Linked DNA regions of Arabidopsis thaliana: region 2 is linked to region 1. The links are chromatin contacts, called in public ChIA-PET maps. All regions are on one chromosome and are shown on one strand. Each heading gives the region's core, a stretch centred on a gene start, on an enhancer-like site or on the middle of the called end of the contact. The rest is flanking DNA. Distances are from core to core; before and after follow the strand shown.

Region 1 (2,700 bases), core at 185-2,684:
AACCTGGAATATGGAGATCAGGAATCTCACCAGAAAACTTGTTATACGCAAGATTCAGAGAGTGTAACAGAGTTAGCTTCCCAATCGAAGATGGTATACTACCATTAAACCGATTATTAGAGAGATCAAGAACTTGTAGACGCTCCCAAGAAGATAAATCAGAAGGCAAAGGACCCGAAAACTCGTTGAAGTCGAGTTTAAGCTCTGTCAAGTTCTTCAAAGCTTGTAAAGTTGTAGGAAAAGTTCCAGAGATGTTGTTGGAACTAAGAATGAGAAACCGAAGATTGCTTAACCTGGCGATGATGCTTAACTCTATATCCCCGCGTAGACCCGTGGCTGCTAAATGAAGAGCGTCAACACTGGAATGATCGGAGTTGCAAGTAACACCGGTCCATTTGGTACATATAGAAAGACTTGGTGACCAGTTGAGTGAATGAGAGTGATTGATGTTGTTAACGAATTGAAGAAGAGTGTGTTTATCTTCTTTGATCGTCTCTGCTTCTATGCAGACGTTGAAGATTACTACGATGAGTATCAAAACAACTTGGCACTTCATTTTCTTAATTAGGGTGGAGAAAAAACTGGTTTTAAGAGTAAAGTGGCGTTTATAATAATGGATGAAGATGAAGAAGTGAGATTAGTTAGATATATAATAAGTTTACAATTATTGACTTTTGTGGAGCTATATTGTAAGAATTATTCAATAGGTTTAATTTTGTTTTATCAGTGTGTATTATAACGAAAGTGGGTTGCTTTAGGTTAATGTTAGGTTCGGCGAGTTGTTGACTTGATGCATAACAACTCTGTTTTTGTTTTTGTTTGCTGAGAAAATCACGGTGAAAGCTACTTGAATTTTCAAAGTTACTTTTTTTTTCTGGACAATATTTTTCAACATTTGAACTTTGATTTTTGTTGTGTATAACCTAAGTAGTGTCTTGTAGCAGTTGAAATTAGAAAAAGTGAGTTTCATGGTTCATGCTAATTGTCGAGTCTCTCTCCTTATCCACTCACCTTCCTTAAGTCGTGTATTGTAACAGTTGAAATTAGAAAAAGAGAGTTTCATGGTTCATCCTAAGATTTGCATAGTTTTGTGGGAACATAGTCTATTATCAAAACACCCGTTTAACACATATTGTTCCAAAAAAACACACACATATTGTTGACAAAAAAAAAATCAGTATTTTTGATCTGATCTATATAAACATAAGTATACAGCAAAGTGGTTCTCATTTTTGCTCTGGTTCCGGCATGTGGATGATAATGTATGGGCCTTAATGGCCCAATTCAAAAAGAAAAAAAACTGAAAACAAAAACAAGATCAAGTCAAAGCTGGAGAAGGATACACTAATCCACATATCCAAACAGATCTGATCTCCTTGAAGACTTCTTCTTCCAATTTCCTTCTTATTCTTTTCTGCAAATTCTTCTTCAAACTAGAAAACAAACACACAACAATGGATTACGATTACAGAAACAAGTCTGGTGGTCCTTCTTACCCTCGACCTATGTATGGACCTCCATCAACATCTCCTTCTCCGTCATCTAACCATCCTATGTACGGTTACCCTAAGATCGGTCAACAAACCGGTCCCGGCCCACAGTTTTTCTCTCCGCCGGAGAGAAACTCTTCGTTTCAACATAACACTTCTCCTTCATGTAAGTCTTGTTCTGATCTCGAATTTGGTTTTACGCGAATTTGATTAGTAATTGGTTTTGATCGTTGAATTTGATTTTGGTAGCTGGAATAGGAATCAGAGTGAATTTGAAGCCTGAGTATCGGATTACTCCGCCGGTAAGATTTTGTATGTTTGATCTTTAAACTCTGTGATTGAAGATTTGAAGTAGTTTTACATTGTATTTGCAAATTGTTGTAGCCTCAGTTGTTGCCTCGAGTAGGAGATATTCATCGGAGTAGTTTTCAGTTCGATTTCGGATTAGAGAGGAAAGTTCTCGCGGAGGCAGAGAAAGATAATCCAGATTGGAGTAAATTTGGGAGTGAGAATCCACCGGCTAAGTTTCATGAACCATCACCTTCTTCAGTGGTATGGCTCTTCTTAAAATCTATGGAAGCATTTTAAAGTTAGGCTGAGGTGGTTAATAGCATCATCGTATAGTATCGATGTGTTCTCTAGAAGAACAAGTGTGAATCATCATCGATGAACGTAGTTAACCGGAACAGAATGGAAGCTTTGTAGATGGCACCAATGTATAGTGTCAATGTGAGGTCTAGGAAGAACAAGTGTGGATCATCACACGGGAACAGAATGGAAGCTTTGTTGAGTTAGACGATTAATGGCACTAAACTATAGTATCAATTGTGATGTCTAGGATGAATTGTTGTGGATCATCTATGTATTAACTTAAAAATGCGAATTGGGTGAAGATCTTGTAGATTTGTGCATTACAGTGTATGATCGTTATATATGCATTATTCTCGTTAATAAGTGATTCCAAATGCAGGGTCAAATGCAGGGTGTAGATCATGTAGTGATGAAATATACTGCTTCTGGGCTCAACAGAGAAGCTGTCAACATAGCTGTTGCAAACTATGGTGATAATCCCACAAAGGTGATTTATCTTCATCCCTTCACTATAGATTTTATTCTTGTATTAGCTAATGAAGCTTATACGGATTCTAACTAGTGGTTATAGCGATCATATATACTTTTGAGTCCGTCCATCATTTAAAACCGTGATCAA
Region 2 (2,700 bases), core at 125-2,624, 34 kb after region 1:
TTATCTATCCCAATCTCATATGGTTTATTATCATTTTTTTTTTTTGTCTTTTTATCACTATGGTGTATTGTATCTAGATTGAATTAGATTCTTGAAATGATGTAATTGTAAGAATATCTAACGTCAAGAACTTTGGGATTAAATTTAAATTTATAGGAAAGAATGGACTTAAGTAAGGAGATAATATTTGCAGCTATATATTTGACAATGGATCATGTCATCATACATTTTTTTGTCAACTCTTAAAATCTTAATTCAAGAAATGTTTTTTTTTTTCTTTTGTTTTAATCTGTTTTTGTCAATATTAAAACCCTATTTTGTACACCAGGGTCATTTTCATTGAGTAAAATTCTTAAAAACTTCAAAAGTTTATGTTGTTGGCAAAGGAAATACGTAAGCGTGTAATATGTACAGTTGGAATAGTGTTTTTGCTAAAAAGAAAAGAACCATATGATTGAAACAATGGAATATATAAAAAGACATGTGATAAAATAAAATACAAAAATAGTCAAGAACAGTTTAATGGATTTTCCTTGCAAGTCGTCATGCTCATGAACCTGTTTTAATTGCATGCTTACATATAAAAATAATTAACTCAAAACTCAAATAAGATCAAACAAAATATCAAACTTTTGATACAAATTTAACTGTCTTATATCCTTGACAAAAAAAAAAAAAAAAAAAAATTTAACTGTCTTATATCTTGGTTCTTAATCCCTTGTGAATAACCATAATTAGTTGCTAGAAACACCTTGCAAATTTCATAATCAAAGTGATTCCTAATTTATGTGCGAACAGAATATTAATAGTTGTAAGCAATGCAAAAACAATACCAAAACGATTATTCTTGATGAAAAGATGGAAAAAAGCTAAGCACAACTAATGTTCAAATTTCTAAAATTAGTTAGGCAGTAATCTGGCATTTAAACATGGTGTAATACCTAGTAAGCCAATCAGAGATTAATTGGAATTTTGTTTTTCCCGTATTCTCGTTTTTATTGTAATTTTACCACTTCTAGCCATTTATAAATATTCAAAATTAAAAAAAAAAAATATCTTGTAGGACTTTATTTTTTTTGGAGTTTTAAAGTTCACTGATAATTTAACCAATTTAGCCAAAATTAAAATATTTGAATGTTTTGATAAATTTTTAACATTTCGTTTTCCAAACATGTAAATTTGAAATCGATACATTTACAAGATTAGCACAAACCATTATGCTAAAGTTTTAGTCGGTGCAACATATATAAATATGAAAAAATAAACTATTGAATATATACACAACAAAAGACAATTTCTCTATTATTATGTTGAGAAAAAAATCTTTTTAGATTAAATAATAGTAATGGCTTTATGGGCTTTTTACTCTATCGTGTCCACAGTACCCCCAACTAAACAAAAAGAAATTGTTAAAGAGCTCTCTCTCTCTCTCTTTCATAAAAAGGCAAGAGGAGAGCCAAGTACCAAACTTTTTCCTTCAGGGTTTTCCTCTCAAAATCCCAACTTGGCCTCTGTTTTTGCTTTCTTTTATGTTCTCTTCTTCTCTAAAAACCATCTCATACTTCCAAGAATTTCTCTCACAAAGACCAAGAACTCAAAATGTATCAAGATTCTGGATTAATGCTCCGTTACATGCAAAACTGTCCCCCAGATATTCAACAATTCGAAGACCTCTTCAAATCATACAAACTCTCCGATGAAATGGTCTCACTTTTCTTTCAATTCTGTTTTTTTCAATTCATTACATTTGATTACAGATCTTTCTTCTTTTTCTTTACTTGAGATTGGTTTTCAATTTTTAAACACTTTGTTTTGGTTAAAGATTCTGATAGGTTTTTTTTTTGTCTTTTGATGTAACTAGTCTTCTTTGTTCCTCTTTTTCTTGGTTTACGAAGTTAAAATTTGTCCACTAGTGAAGTGGTTTTTGTGGTGTTTAAGTGTTAAGTAGCTAACTTTTTTTTTTCTGGTGAAATTTTTGTAGCCACTTGATGAGATATTTTGGTTCCGCTGACATGAGCAAAATGTGTTTTTGGCTGCTGAGAAAGTTGAGTAAGAAAAAATTAGGTTTTTTCAAAGGAATAAAAACGGAATCTTTTTTCTGCTGCAAAAAGCCAAAATTTTCTTTTCCATTGAAAAAAGGAGTTTTCTTGGGACACCAAAGAAAGTCTCTCTTTTTTGTTTGTGGGTTTTGATTTTGATAATGGGAATTTGCTCCTTTTTCACATGAGATTCCGTGTTCTTCAAGACTTGTTCTGTTCTGATTTATAAAACTATAGAATTGGTTTTGTGTTATTTAATTGGCTCTTTCTTCTCAAAAATCAATACTCCACTAAAGAAAGAAGAAGATTCTTTTTTCTCTTACCCTTTTTGAACGAATCCACTCAACAAAAAGATCTATGTTTCACTGTCTGAATGTCTCTAACTATGTTCTGTCTTGTGTGGTCACTGATTCGATGTTACTTATGATTGTCCTTTTTTTTGCAGAACAACACTTTTGTTGAGTCATCAAACATATCTGAGTATGATATTGGAGAAGAAAGTGATCTTTTTAGAGCTCCTGATCCAATTCTTGAAGAACCAATCTTAACCGTTGATCCACTCTCTGCTGCTTTGACTATGATCTCTTGTGGTGAAGACACTTCACAAGGTCTTTGTGAGCTTCCTGATCTTGGTTCATTGCAGAGTGGTCAACAGCTTCTT

What was found. ChIA-PET counts read pairs in DNA pulled down with a chosen protein or histone mark.
Region 2: an H3K4me3 ChIA-PET map of shoot shows a contact between it and region 1, with 12 read pairs. The contact joins the promoter of AT5G53420 here to the promoter of AT5G53330 in region 1. A contact is called at or near these places in 8 of 26 Hi-C or Micro-C datasets (cotyledon, leaf, root and 3 more) and 1 of 2 datasets of contacts at active chromatin or transcription factors (shoot).

The regions. Positions count from the first base shown.
Region 1 is chr5:21,637,782-21,640,481 of TAIR10.1, forward strand. It overlaps AT5G53330 (Ubiquitin-associated/translation elongation factor EF1B protein), which reads left to right and starts at 1,435. Exons shown (of 5, transcript NM_124712.3): 1 at 1,435-1,656; 2 at 1,740-1,792; 3 at 1,875-2,042; 4 at 2,461-2,568. The coding sequence starts at 1,455. AT5G53320 (Leucine-rich repeat protein kinase family protein) reads right to left here and starts at 617. Exons shown (of 2, transcript NM_124711.4): 1 at 1-617. The coding sequence starts at 556.
Region 2 is chr5:21,672,084-21,674,783 of TAIR10.1, forward strand. It overlaps AT5G53420 (CCT motif family protein), which reads left to right and starts at 1,375. Exons shown (of 4, transcript NM_124721.4): 1 at 1,375-1,704; 2 at 2,485-2,700. The coding sequence starts at 1,600.